5 separate regions of the Mus musculus genome follow, and regions 1, 3, 4 and 5 are each linked to region 2. Evidence: chromatin contacts called from public ChIA-PET and promoter capture Hi-C data. All regions are on one chromosome and are shown on one strand. The core of a region is the stretch at or near the end of the contact, and the rest is flanking DNA. Distances in the headings are between cores, read along the strand shown.

What was found. Promoter capture Hi-C pulls out the DNA fragments that hold promoters and counts their contacts. ChIA-PET counts read pairs in DNA pulled down with a chosen protein or histone mark.
Region 1: an RNA polymerase II ChIA-PET map of memory CD8 T cells shows a contact between it and region 2, with 46 read pairs. The contact joins the promoter of Slc9a1 here to the promoter of Pigv in region 2. A contact is called at or near these places in 1 of 484 Hi-C or Micro-C datasets (granulocyte-monocyte progenitors), 2 of 115 datasets of contacts at active chromatin or transcription factors (memory CD8 T cells and pancreatic cancer cells) and 2 of 9 other capture datasets (liver and pancreatic islet).
Region 3: a contact with region 2 is called in an RNA polymerase II ChIA-PET map of memory CD8 T cells, with 24 read pairs. The contact joins the promoter of Tmem222 here to the promoter of Pigv in region 2. A contact is called at or near these places in 2 of 115 datasets of contacts at active chromatin or transcription factors (memory CD8 T cells and pancreatic cancer cells).
Region 4: a contact with region 2 is called in an RNA polymerase II ChIA-PET map of memory CD8 T cells, with 719 read pairs. The contact joins the promoter of Cd52 here to the promoter of Pigv in region 2. A contact is called at or near these places in 6 of 39 promoter capture datasets (the C10 cell line, the HPC-7 cell line, cranial neural crest and 3 more), 1 of 484 Hi-C or Micro-C datasets (the N1E-115 cell line), 7 of 115 datasets of contacts at active chromatin or transcription factors (bone marrow-derived macrophages, effector CD8 T cells, epiblast stem cells and 4 more) and 1 of 9 other capture datasets (macrophages).
Region 5: a contact with region 2 is called in a promoter capture Hi-C map of second pharyngeal arch cranial neural crest. The contact joins the promoter of Sh3bgrl3 here to the promoter of Pigv in region 2. A contact is called at or near these places in 13 of 39 promoter capture datasets (the SN4741 cell line, cranial neural crest, embryonic stem cells and 9 more), 1 of 484 Hi-C or Micro-C datasets (the N1E-115 cell line), 2 of 115 datasets of contacts at active chromatin or transcription factors (embryonic stem cells and extraembryonic endoderm stem cells) and 1 of 9 other capture datasets (liver).

What each region holds. Positions count from the first base shown.
Region 1 is chr4:133,368,382-133,371,081 of GRCm38.p6, reverse strand. Slc9a1 (solute carrier family 9 (sodium/hydrogen exchanger), member 1) reads right to left here and starts at 1,347. Exons shown (of 12, transcript NM_016981.3): 1 at 175-1,347. The coding sequence starts at 538. It overlaps Mir5122 (microRNA 5122), which reads right to left and starts at 1,306; the gene lies at 1,218-1,306.
Region 2 is chr4:133,671,238-133,673,937 of GRCm38.p6, reverse strand. It overlaps Pigv (phosphatidylinositol glycan anchor biosynthesis, class V), which reads left to right and starts at 1,291. Exons shown (of 4, transcript NM_178698.5): 1 at 1,291-1,619.
Region 3 is chr4:133,276,452-133,279,151 of GRCm38.p6, reverse strand. Tmem222 (transmembrane protein 222) reads left to right here and starts at 1,362. Exons shown (of 6, transcript NM_025667.3): 1 at 1,362-1,621. The coding sequence starts at 1,428.
Region 4 is chr4:134,093,721-134,096,420 of GRCm38.p6, reverse strand. It overlaps Cd52 (CD52 antigen), which reads left to right and starts at 1,348. Exons shown (of 2, transcript NM_013706.2): 1 at 1,348-1,487; 2 at 2,521-2,700. The coding sequence starts at 1,437. The coding sequence ends at 2,694.
Region 5 is chr4:134,127,345-134,130,044 of GRCm38.p6, reverse strand. It overlaps Sh3bgrl3 (SH3 domain binding glutamic acid-rich protein-like 3), which reads left to right and starts at 1,312. Exons shown (of 3, transcript NM_080559.2): 1 at 1,312-1,429; 2 at 1,960-2,127; 3 at 2,239-2,639. The coding sequence starts at 1,382. The coding sequence ends at 2,304. It overlaps Cep85 (centrosomal protein 85), which reads left to right. Exons shown (of 14, transcript NM_144527.3): 14 at 1-187.

The DNA.
Region 1 (2,700 bases), core at 98-2,597, 300 kb after region 2:
TGCCAGCTCACAGGCCAGAGCTGGAGTTTAAGGACCAACAAAAAGGAGGGAGAGGCTGCCCGCCCGCGTTGCAGAAGTGGTTCATTCAGAGCCTGAGAAGCAGAACCTGGTAACAAGTGGGGCAAGAAGCTCACCTATCTGGTGGTGGCAGCAACAGCACCATCATGCACTTACCTATCTTCATGAGGCAGGCCAGGAGAATCCAGAGGGAGATCTCAAAGGGTGTGCGCACGTGAGGGTAGTCAATGTCCAGGACTGGGAAGGCCTTCCGAGATGGCTTACCGCCATGTTCAATGATTAAGTTGGTCAAATTGTGGTCATCTGGGCGATGGAGAGGCTCTGATGGTGCCGTGGTGACATCCCCAATTGAGCGTTCCCGGGGTGGTTCAGAACCTCTGATGGTGCTGGCAGTAGGGCTGTGCTGGAGGCCGTGGCTCCTGAGAACAGGTAGCAGTCCCACCAAGGCAACCACCACCAGCAAGGAGGGGAAGATCCGAGGTGGATGAAATCCCCAGACGCCGGACCACCGAAGCATCATACTGATCCCCCAGCCTAGGAGGCCTCAGCCCTTAGCGAAGTGCGTGTAAGACCTGGGACATAGGTAGCAAGGAGTCCTGCAGATGGGGTGAGACTGGGGCAATCTCTAGGAAAAGTTCATGTTTTAGAGAAGTATTTTCGTTTTCTAGAGATTCACAATCTCAAAGTCCAAACTGCAAAAAGGGGTTAAGTACCTTGGAGGGACTAAGGAGGAAACCGAAAGGATCTAGAACTTCAGGCTGAGAGAAGGAAATCGGGGAAACTGCGTCCTGAAGAGAGGGGAAGGGCCGGATAGGCTGGACCACGGGCAAGGGAAAGGAGGAAGAAGGATAGGACCTTTGGCTAAGGAAAATCACCAGGGTGCTGGAACTCGGCTAAAGGGGAGGGGTAAGGAGCCTGGGCTAAAGACGGAAAAGGGTGAGACCCACTCCGCAGGGAAAGGCGAGAGAAGGCTGGAAGGCCAGCCTGGGATAAAGGAGTATAGCAGGAAAAAGGCTGGGGCTTTCCCACCCACAGGAGAGCCAGGGTCCAGCCGCGCCGGGCTGAGATTCCGGGGAAATGGAGGGAGGCGGAAGACAGAGGCAGACGGCCTGGCGGGAAGGTGCCTCGGCGCAGGCTGGAGGCGGCTCGCAGTGAGCCAGCAGCAACACACCCCTCCTTAAGACCCCGGTGCAGAGCTGTGTTCCACCCCGGCCCAGCGGCAGCTCCTTCGGTCAGCTCCAGCTCCACTTCCAGACCTGACACAGCCCCGGGTCCCGCGGTAGCGGACTGATGCCTCGCTGAGCACAGCGCAGCCATTTATAGGCACCAACGAGTAGCAGGCGCAGCAAGCTAGAGAGACCTGTCAGCGCCCGCGCGGTGCAGCGGCCCCTGTCGCCCAGGGAAGGAAGTGTCACGTAAGAAGAGGAAGCCGAGACCTAAATTGGAAAAAAAAAAAAAAAAAAAAAAGTACAATCTAACACGAGTGACATACTGTACTATCTACAAAGTGTTTTCTTGTTAGCATGTGACTTTGAACAAGTTATTTAGCCTCTCTGTTTCACAGCTTTCTCAACTGTAAGGTGGAGATGGATAGCTATAACAAAAGGATAACAAGATGGTTAAATGAGGTGATCTATGAGAAATGTTTAGAATGAAAGGGATGGGATCGTGGTTCAGAGGTAGAGTGCTTGTCTACCATTGGTTCCTATGCCCAGTGTCACAAAATAAAGTTAAATGAATGAATGAAATGGGCTAGAAATCTGCACTCTGTATGTTCCCAAGCATTGACCTGTGCTGAGGACCGTGTGAGCTGAAATCCGTTCCTGCATCCCAGCCACAGGTGCTTTGATGGCAATGTATTGGCTTCCCTTGACTGTGGCGGCATAACCCCAGCCTCCCTGTATCCGTCTTTAGGTCCAAATTTCCCCCTTTAAAAGGACTCCAAGCAAATTGAATTAGGAATTGGCCCTAATGGCGTACCTTACCTTGATCAACTTCAAAAACCCAATCTGAGCCACGAACGGTGGGAAACTGTAATTCCAGCATTTGGGAAACTAAAGAAAGAGGAATTTTTAACTCAACGTCAGCTTGTGTAACAAAGTGAGTTCTAGACCAGGCTGAGGTCAGTAGGGAGACCCTGTCTCAAAGAGATTTAAAACAACAACAACAACAACAAAACCCCTCATCTAAATAAAGCCACATTCTCGGGCACTGAGGGGTGGGCAGGGGTAGGACTTCAGCTTCTTTTGAAAGGGCGTGTTTCAACTCATAACAGTAGTGAAACAACCAAAAAGTAAGAGGCTGGGTATTGTTTTTGTCTGTCTGTCTATCTGTCTGTCTGTCTGTCTGGTTTAAAGAGAAAAGAAGGATTTTTATTATCTGCAGACAGAAAACAGCTTCCAGAAGGGGCATGTTCTGTTTTGTGCGAAAGGCTACATTCTTACAATGTAGCCCAGCTGGCTTCTAATTTTTGGCAATCCTCCTGCCTCTCCCTCTCAAGTGGGATTACTGGTATGCACCACCACACACAGCCGGAACTGGAATTTGAATGAATGATATTGATTAGAGTTCAGAAAGGTCGAGACATTGTGTCTACATGGTGCAATCATGAGAACTCTTCCCCCCCCCCTCAGAAGTAGGATCTGAACACAGAACCCTGTGCGTGCTAGGTAAGCACACCAC
Region 2 (2,700 bases), core at 42-2,541:
CATTTTCCCCTGTGAATTCACGAAGCAAGGATGGTTTCTTTAAGGTCAGGGTGCTGCGAAGACTGTAAGAAAGTCAAGTCACAACCTCGGGCCCTAGTCACAAGTGTGCCTAGAGAGGCACTGACATTTCACTCACAGGACTGGCAACAAATGCTTTCGGGGGGCGGGGGGGGGAGGAAAAATGACTTTGGAAACTCCTGTTTTCTCTTTACCAGTCATTAAATTATACATTATCCACCTTACACGCAAACATCCAAGGGGCAGTTGACATCCCAGGGCCTGAGATGATAGACAGACACAGCTTCTGGCCCCCACCGAACTGATGAAGGCTAGTTTTTTTTGTTTTTTTTGTTTTTTTTTTTTGCTTGGAGAGATAGAGACCCATCTCTTTGTTCCCACCCACATTTGTGGCTGTTGCAGAAGATAAACCCCTCCCTCAGCCAGGGCTGTGGCCAGAGGTTAACCTAGACCCAAGCTACGTTTGAGAGGACAGATAACTGAAACCACACAAGGCTTTGGAATCCTGAGAAACGAGAAATCTACCAACGGAGAAGGATTTACTATCTGTTTCCTCTAAGGCGGGTGCAAAGTTGTTCTAACAGTTTCCGTTAGTTACAGGGGTACCAACTGGCCGCTCCTCCCCAACAGGCGGTTTTGTTCAATTAGCTTCCTTTTTTTTTTTTTTTTTTTTTTTCTTTTTCTTTTTTTTGGCGCCAGTTCCTGCGACAGAAACTGCTTGAGGGAGAATCCTCGGGGGTGTTCTCTGAGGTTTCCTTCCTCGTCCCATACAGTCATCTGAGGTGGGACAGAGGACTGTCGCAGGGCAGAGGTCCTTCATTGCCAGGAGGGGAAAGGCAGGGGGAATTCCCCTACTTTCTTCTCATCCAGTTGCAGGGTACCGCTGCTTGCCACAAAAACCCCAAGAAGGCTTTCTTTTGCCTATTCATATTGTCTATCGTGTGCCAGGTCCTGTGCTGAGCTGGGGTGGCGGAACACCGAGAGAACGCGTGGCTCTGGGGCAGCGCCCGGGTCCAGCCTCGGCTCACACCGGGAAGTCAGAGGCTGCTCACGGCAGGGGACTGGGGTGAGAGCCCCGACCCGGGAGCGCAGCGCCCGCGCACAAACTGCTGGCGAGTCAAGAGGCCTACTCCTCAGGTGTCACCACGCCGGGAAGGTGCGACTCACCGCCGCCGCCTCGGCCCCCGCCCTAGCTGGGGTCAACATGGCCGCCGAGGAGGGGGGCGGGGCGCTCCGAGTCCGGGCAGGAGCGGGGCGGGGCCGCCGTCGGCCGAGCCGGCGCGCAGGCGCGGCACGGACGGGACCCGGATGGAGGCGCTGAAGTTGGAGCTCCGCGGGGGTGGTCTGGACGCGCGGGCGCGGAGGATCCGGCGCCAGCTCTGCAACTCTGGAGTCCTCCGGGGAGGGAAGCTGTCAAACGCAGGCCGAGAGAAATTAGGCGGAGGCTGTAGAGAAGCGAGGAGCCCCGCCCCTCCGCCATAGCAGCCTCCGGCGCCGCCTCTTCCTTTGCAGCCTCCGGCCCTCGTCTGCTTCCGGCCCCGTTGCCTGGCCCGGCCCCGCGATTCCCCCGGGACGAAGCCCTGGGCCGTGGCTCCCTTGGGGTGAGGGTCACTGTCCCGTCCTGGGTAGGAACTGTGTCCGAAAAGAGCAGGCTGGAACGGGCTCCCAGTATGGCAGGGCTTAGCAGAAGGAGGCGGCTCGCTCCACGTTGCCTCTGGGTCATAACGCAGCACCCATTTGAGAGTATTAGCCTTCCGCAGAAAATCCAGGACTCCAGTTCAACAGATCTTTCCCAGTTAGGGCCCATCACCATAAGCTTCCAGCAACAACATGTGCTACAGTTGGAGAAAGTTCTGGGCTAAGCCTTGGATGTCCTGGCTGGACAAGGAATGCATACCCTTTGTTTATGGCAAAAAGCTCTCCTGACTGTGGACATAGGTTTTAGAAAGCAGTGCGTGAGGAGCTTTAAGTGGTGGGCGTGTCACTTGGCTCCAGTGAGCCTCAGTTTTCACATCCATAAAATGGCGATGGTAATTACACAGTCTTACTGGTGTCTAATGAGATCTCTGGAGCCTATTTCACGGGTAAATTAAAGAAAAATGAAACTGGTTGGTTCTAAGCATCCGGCCAGTTAAGAGTCTGATTTGGCAAGGGGCTTCTTTCAAAGGGGTGTTGGCAAAATAGCTAGAGAGATAATTGACTGTCTTGATTTTACTTTGTTTAACTTGAGTGTGGGTTGCATCTCCTGTGGCCACTGATGCCAGAGTTTGAAAGAGGGAAGGACTGAGAATCAAGATGCAGAGGTGGATTCAGTACTTTTCCTCTCTCTGCCTCCTTTGTGCGTGCGGATTGGAGGCCAGGGAAAAGAGAGGGAGGGAGGGAGAGATTGATTGAGTTTGAGTTGGGTGTCCATGTTTCTGTCATTTATTTGGGTTTAGTGAATCCAGTGTTGGAGATATCGTGGGTAGTCAGAAAATGCTGTTTCCTGCGGCTTAACTTTAAACTGAATTGTCCTAAATAAACCGACATGGAGTTGGGAGGTGAGGGGGCCTCCTTTTCTCCCGGTCTCCTGGTGATGAAGTAAGCAGCAGGCGCCCCCTCGTGCCGAGGATGGGGTACTACCGCTATTAACCAGTCTTGTTCCCTTGGCGGAGAATTTTTTCTTTTCTCCCATGCTTTCTG
Region 3 (2,700 bases), core at 113-2,612, 390 kb after region 2:
AAATTATCAGGACCGCAGGCTTTTGGCAAGTTACTATTAAAGGAGACTCATTTCATGGAAGCAAACCTTCTCAAAAGCATAGCTTTTGCCTTCCCTAAACATTTGTCCACACCTTCTGTTGGCTAATAGTCTTAGGTGATGAGGAATTGAATCTAGCTGTACTAAGCCATAGCTTCTAGCCAGAATGAAGTGCTTAGCCCCTATCTGACAGGTCTGCTTCACCTGCAGAAACAATATGCCTGAGTATGGAAAACAACCCCCACTCTGGTCCCAGTCAAACCATACACACACACACACACACACACAAAGAGGAGCTGTAACATATATATATCTCCTCCAGCCCGCTGTTCCAATAAAACAGTCTCAGTCTCAGCCTGTTGAAACAATCTGTTTGCCTTTCTGCCTCATTTTTCTTACACCTTCCTATAGCCTGGTTCCCTTCTTGTCTTCCAAACCCATCCCACCCACTCCTCACCGCATAACATTCCACTTCCATGTCTCTCTGATTATCCCTCTGAAAAATCAAAAGATTCCAAGACTGGAGCCTGGCCACTTTGTGTTCTTGAGTGTGATCTTAGACAAGTGCTAACTGCCGAGTTTTCTATAAAGCAAAAAAGGACCTGGCTTAGTGATGTACCCTTTTAAATCCCAGCACTTGGGAGGCAGAGTTAAGAGTTCAATGTCAGCCTGGTCTACATAGTGACAGACAGGGCTACATAGTGAGACCCTGTTTCAAAACAAAAACAAACATGTGCCCCAAAACACGAACAATAAAGAGATTTAGATAAGTCTTGGATGATATTCTCTACTGCACATAGTGACCTCAAGTTTCCTGTCTTGGCACTTCTGCATCCGTGCTCTCCCCAGGCCCAAGGCTGCTCCCTCCCATACACACCAAGTGTACGTGTCTCCCATACACACCAAGATTTTAGTTTGACCTCCCTTTTTACACCATCACGTAACAGACTATTATGTAACTCATGCCACAGACTAAAAAGGACAAAGGAAATCTACAAAGACTTGCGTTTGAATCGTTGCTCACTTCATTTCTAAGAGCCTTTGTCTCTGATTTGTTTTCTGGGGGAAACAACTAAATTTGCACGTCTAATCAGTTTATAGACAGTAGTACCAATGAATATCACATGCTTGGCACCTAAGAAGTGATCAATAAAGAGTGCCTGCACCACGTGCCGGCATGCGGAACCGCGGTTGGTTGTGGGTTCCCGGGGCTCGACTGAGAGCTTCCTGAGGTCCACGGAAATGCTCCGCTACAAACACGGGAAAGAGGCTAAACTAGCCGGGCCCAGAAGGACAAGGCTCCAATTCCCCGGGGGAAGATCGACCGAGAGGACACTCCGCCTCCCGGAAGTGATGACACAGGGGCGAGCGGCGGCGCGGTCGGCCTTCCCGAGCGGGACGCGCGCGGGATGGCGGAAGCGGAAGGGAGTTCTCCGCTTCTGTTACAGCCGCCGCCGCCCCCTCCTCGGATGGCGGAAGTAGAAACGCCGACGGGGGCCGAGACGGACATGAAGCAGTACCACGGGTCCGGTGGCGTTGTCATGGACGTGGAGCGGAGCCGCTTCCCCTACTGCGTGGTGTGGACACCCATCCCGGTGCTCACGTGAGTGTCTTCCGATGTCAGCGCGAAGTCGCCGAGGGCCCGAGCATCCTCCGGGGTGCCATGCTAGCTTTTTTTTCCCCAGACTTGCAGCAACCCGTACTCCGGGCCAGGCTAGCCCCCAGTCCCCTAGAGCTCTCGTCACCTATGAGGTGCGCGGTCCCCTTGGATGTGGGGCATAGTTCCGGCCCTGGTTCCCCCAGGTCTAACTGGAGAGGAGGAGAAGTGTAGATCAGCAGCAAAGATCTGGTCATTAGCACGCCCTTAAGCTGCAGGCGTACAGAAAAGACCCTTAATCATTGTCTGAAGAGGCATCGTCATTCATTCCCCGTTGGTTTTTGTTTTTGTTTTTTCACTCATTGAGCAAACGAGCGCGTACTTGTCGTCTGTTATGCACAAGACGTTTCGCCTTTAGAAACAGAACTGAGTGTTTGATCGAAGCCACACTGGTTCGTGGAATGTCAGCATTGGGAGGTCCGTGCTGGCGTTTTTCCCCCTACATCATTTGAGTTACAAAGCAGTCTCAGCGACCTAGGTATCTGCCTCCCAGTGGAAGAATGCAGCTTACAACCCTCCTACCTTAATCCTAACAGTCTGGACAGTTTACAAGCTTTATTTTCTGTAGTAGAAATCCCCTTCCCCCATGGGGAAGCTGAGTTCCTTTGTAACATCGTCTTGGTCCGTTGACTATCCCAGCAAGAAGATATTCAGAAGCCAGTTAGTTCACTGACTATATATAACTCATCTTTCAGCTGTGGCATCCTACCTCTCACCTGAGGAGGTACTCTTTTCTTTCCTTCTATCAAAATCAGCTACCAGGCACGGGGATCCATACTTTTAACCATAGCACTTGGAGGCAGAGGCAAGCAGATGTCTGTGAGTTGGAGGGCAGCCTGAATTATATGGTAGGAGTTCCAGGCCAGCCAGGCATGTATAGTGAGCCCCAATCTCAAACAAACAAACAAACAGAGCCAAGTTGTGTGGAGAAGGAATATTTTTAGTCTCAAATGTTTCTGATCTTCAAATCATTTTAATCTTTCGATTTTGTATTTATTTATTTTATTGGTTTTGACTGAGACATG
Region 4 (2,700 bases), core at 99-2,598, 420 kb before region 2:
CCGGTTCCTGGATCTCAATGGTCCTGAGCCTCCATAGAACCAATGGTAGGATCCATCCACCATTTCCCACGACTTCTACATCCACTCCACTCTCTTAGCTCCCTTCTCTTGTCTGATCATTTGCTTGCCTGTGTGTTTTCAGACAGAGTCCCAGGTAGCCCAGGCTGGCCTCAAAGTCACCATTTAGATATAACTGCCCTTGATCGTCTCCTGGGCTCTACCCTGAGTTCTGGGATTACAGGGACTCAATCTTTAAAACAAAACACAATTGCCATTTATATAACAGTTGCTAGAGTTAGGCATTATCAATATACAGGGCTTTTTGGTTGTTTTGGCTTATTTTTGTTTTGAGCCAGAATATTTTTATTTATTTATTTATTTATTTATTTATTTATTTATTTATTTATTTATTTATTTATTTTTGAGACAGGGTTCTCTGTGTAGCCCTGACTGTCCTGGAACTGACTCTGTAGACCAGGTTGGCCTCGAACTCAGAAATCTGCCTGCCTCTGCCTCACAATTGCTGGGATTAAAGGCGTGCGCCACCACACCTAGCCTGAGCCAGAATCTTAACTATGTAGTTCAATCTTGGAACTTGGAACTCACTATGTAGCCCAGGCTAGCCTCAGACTCATAGAGACCCACCTGCTTCTGTCTCCTAAGAGCTGGCATGCTTTTTATTTTAATGATTTTTTTAATTGTATATGCATTGATATTTTGCCTGCATGGGTGTCTGTGTGAGAGTGTTGGACTCCCTGGAACTGGAGTTACAGTTGTGAGCTGCCATGTGGGTGCTGGGAATTGAACCTGGGTCCTCTGGAAGAGCAACCAGGGCTCTTAATCTCTGAGCCACCTCTCCTGCCCCTTGTTGGCTCTTTTTAAAGTAAGTGATTAGTCAGCAGTGTGATGTAGGGCTGCAATTCCAGAATTCAGAGGTTGAGGCAGGAGCAGCTTGAATGTAAACCCATCCAGAGTGACATAGACCATGTCTCAAAATACAAAGATAAAAAAATAAGGCTTATCACTGCAGCATACTTTTTTTTTTTTTTTTTTTTGAGGGGGATGTTAAAGACTTGTAAATTCAGCCTCAGGCCTGAGGTCTGAGTTGTCAAATCATGAAAACAAGATTCCTTCCCAGGACACAGGGCTCCAAGCCTGGAAACCATCCATCCATCCTGCCCCGTGTCTCCATGTTGCTCTGTATGCCCTGCCTGTGCTTCTTTTGAGAACTGACAACTCATCTACAGGAACCTCAAGGCTAGTTTCATCCACCCCCAGGTTTGAAAGAAGGAAGCTCCTTTCCCCGCCCCTAGGCCCTCCTTCCTCCCGCCTCCTCCCTTTCTCTTCTGCAGAAAAAGCAGCCAGGTTCAAAGTGGCCTGCAGACTGTCCTGAACTCATCTCTCAAAGCTGCTACAGAGCCCAGGAAGATTTCAGGATGAAGAGCTTCCTCCTCTTCCTCACTATCATTCTTCTGGTTGTGATTCAGGTAAGGACAGCTCCTCCTAGAGTCACTGCAGCTACCACCAGGTCTTAGCTTAATGGTTTGGTCCAGGTTCTGGGGAAGGAATGCAGGTTCTCGGTGGTGGTGGTGGGGACCCTTGCCTTCTACCACAGGGACAGAGATAGATGGTCGCCAACTGGAAACCAGGGATCTAGGAGGGCCTATATGGCTGGGTTTCTACTCCTCACAGGCGCTATCAGACTGGCCTCAGAGAGGGAAATCTCAGAAGGTGTCTGATGTGTGAAGCTACTCAGAGGGTTCTGGGTAATTCTGGATCAGGAGAGGAAGCCCTGATGAGGAGAGCCGCAGAAGTGGCCCTTTTGAGAGGGCTGGAGAGAGGTCTAATAGACTGCCATAGGTGACCGAGGGTCCCCTGCCCCTGCCATAGTGAATTGTGGGTGTGCAGGAATACAGAGACAGAAGTCTCCCATATACTCTGCAGATCAACTGCCACCCTGGGAGGCATCCTTTGTGGCACTATGTACGCAGAGAGGCCTGATTAGCACAGGGAATGGAGCCATCAAGTTCTTGATCAAGAACATCTAGACCATGCATCAAGGCAGTTTGATGGCCACCAAAACTAGTTTGATGACCATCAAGGGCAACTTCAGTTACTGCCCGATCAAGCATCAAGGACAGCTTGTCACCTGCCATCCCCACCCCACCCTCTGCCAGGGGCCTTACTCAGGCCCGTCACGTGTGATACTCTGGACCATGGTGGACTCTGATCACCAGGAGATGAGGAAACCGAGGCTCTGGGAGGGGAAGCCCACATTTGGGTTTCTGTTTCCCTCTTTGCTGGAGGATCTGGCAGCCTGAAAAGTGGTGGGAAGTTTCGAGGTGGAAGAATGACAAACATGGGGGCTGCCTTTCCCTTGCCTGTGATGAGGTGGGAAGCCAAACATCTCAACAGGGCTGATGGCAGTTTTATGGAAGCCTAGAGTTGAAGAAAGGGAACAAAGGGGCAGGAGCCCTCAACAGAAGGTTCAAATCCTACTGAGCAGCGCTTCTCTTGCAGATACAAACAGGATCCTTGGGACAAGCCACTACGGCCGCTTCTGGTACTAACAAAAACAGCACCTCCACCAAAAAAACCCCCTTAAAGAGTGGGGCCTCATCCATCATCGATGCGGGTGCCTGCAGTTTCCTCTTCTTTGCCAATACCTTAATGTGCCTCTTCTACCTCAGCTGAGGTGAA
Region 5 (2,700 bases), core at 63-2,562, 460 kb before region 2:
CCTCCGGGCTGCTGCCTCCTTAAAACAGAGCTTCCTGGTTGGTTTCCACCCTGTTATCGGGAGCCCAGCCTCCATGCTCACGGGTATTTTTCTTCGTAAAGTTTATAAAGTTATTTATATGACTCTTTGTTAAGTCGACTGGTTTGTATTGCCTATTTTGATTACAGAATAAAACATTTAACAAACACTCCGGTTTCCTAGTGCCTCCCAGCGTCCCCTGCCAGCCTGCCTGTGACTCTTTTGAAGTGAGTTTAGGCAGATCCAGTGTGGAGGCTCAGTCTTCCCACTTCTGCTCTGGGTGGCGACAGATTAGTCTCTGCCCACACTCCTGTGTTGCAGAGAGCAACCGCCGCCAGTTGTCACTACAAAGTTGCACACCTCTCAGAGGTCAGCAGCTTCTGGGTTTCTGTGGCTTTGAGGAAATGACTTCCCCAGAAGCAGACAGGCAGTTTGCCTCAGCAGGCAGCAGAATTGTGTTGTTCCTGCGCCATTATTTATGTAGCCCCAGGTCTACTCTTGGGGCCTATAGTGAACCTGACAGAGCTTGATCCACAGTTGGAATGGGTGCTGGACTCTCTTCCATCTCATTAGCTGAATTCTTAAAGTTCAAAGATGTGGGGTGTCATTTGCAATGTAAAGGTAGAGTTAAGTTGGGATCACCCCAAAAATAGCTGTGCCAAGGGCCAGTGCAAGCCAGGTTAAGTCGGGGCACCAGCCTTTGACTCCGCACACTAGCACGCTCGCTGTCCCGCAGCCTACTTCCTCCCCCTGGCTCCTGAAGGGTGTGAGCCGCTCCCCCACCCCCTCGCTTACAGCCACCACCCCTTTCTTGTCTGAGCCTGTTTGAGTGGAGAGGTGCTTTAGAGAAAATGTCCTGGCTGCACTGGCCCTCCCCGCCCTCCAGCGCCCCACCACAGCTTTCCCCCCGGCCCTTGCTGTCTAAGCTTGCGAACTGACCCGCCTTCCAAAGTTCCATACTGAGCTGTGCTATTAAGAGACCGGGAGACCTGGGTGGCACTGCTTTGGCCACTGAATGTACACAACCCGGGTAGACTGGGGAAAGCTTTTAACTGAACCGGTCCGCCTGCCTTCCCAGCTTTTTCTGCCTTTTAGCCGGTCCCCAGCATGGGGCTGAGGGGGAAGTGGGGGAGCCAAGTAGCTGCAGAGGACAGGGGTCCTCCCGGCTCCAGGCCACGGAGCAGGGCGGGGTCATGCAGGCCCCGCCTTACCCGCCTGCGCAGCTCATTGGTCCCGAGAGCAGTGACTCGCGGGCGGAGCAGGAAGGAAACCGCTCCCAAGCGCGGCGGCGGCAGCGTAGTTCCTAGCCGTGCAGCTGCCGCTCCCACCGTCCCTCAGTTGGTCTGTGTCCCCCGCCTGCAGCATGAGTGGCCTGCGCGTCTACAGCACGTCGGTCACCGGCTCCCGAGAAGTAAGTGTGTGCCTGGGCCGGCGCCCGGAGAGGGTGGGCCGTCTCTGTGCTCCGACCAGCGCCCGGGAGCCGCCCCCACGATGGAAGCAGTGAGGTGCGGGGTATGGCCTCCCAGGTCTGGTCCAAGGGCTGGGCCCAGCCTGAACCCCCGCACCAAGGGCCCCTCGGCATCCCCAGCGTGAGCTGCCCACGCTCATTCCCCCAGTATAGGGCCATCCATTCTCTTGCACCAACCCCCGACCGCTTTAATCCCGCTTCCTCTCCACTGTGCGGCTGTGGAGGAGGAGATGTGTCTTGTAGAGAGGGCCTGCCCCTCGCCGAGTCTAGCTTCCCTGTCATGCACAGAACTTGCCCGTCTTCTTTCTGAAACTCTAGTAGTTTACCTGTCTATCCTTGGACCCTTCCCATCCCTTAGTGGCCAGAACCTCCCCTCAGAGTGGGCAGGATAGAAGCTGTTGCTCACACCCGAAGGAATTCCTCCCACAAATCCTTCAGCTTGCCTGCCAACCCTGTCAATCCTCCGCCCCTAGATCAAGTCCCAGCAGAGTGAGGTGACCCGCATCCTAGATGGGAAGAGGATCCAATACCAGCTAGTGGACATCTCCCAGGACAACGCCCTTCGAGATGAGATGCGAACCTTGGCTGGCAACCCCAAAGCTACCCCACCTCAGATTGTCAACGGGAACCACTACTGTGGGGTATGGGGTTTGGGTTCTGGGAGGTGTTGGAGGACTGCAGCCAGGGTCAGACCTGGGCAAACAACTGGGGTGCCCTGCACCTCGACTCAGGTGACTGCCTCCCTTCCTCAGGACTATGAACTCTTCGTGGAGGCCGTGGAGCAGGACACACTGCAGGAGTTCCTGAAGCTGGCCTGAGTCAGGATGGCCACCGATCCTATCCAGCTAGCTCTTCACCAGGCCTTGTAACCAACTCCTTGTCGTCCTAATCTGCAAACCCAGACCCAGACCCTTTCCGCAGCCGCCTCCTCTTCCTCCAGAGGCAACATTCCTTATTCACCAACTAGTCTCAAAAGATTGTCTTAAGCCCTGACGATGGCTGTCCCCAGCCACACCTTGGGGCATCCTCTCTGCCTGGCCCTGTCTGATGAGCATTTCTGTTGCTTCCATCAGCCAGAGCTCTGCCAAAGGCCCCGCATCCCCATCCTAGGAGTGCCCTAGAGACAATTAAATGTCCATTCCTCTGGTGCTGACTGCTTGTGGTGTCCGGGTCCCTGCCTGGCAGAGGCAGATAGTTCTGGTGGTGTTTGGACT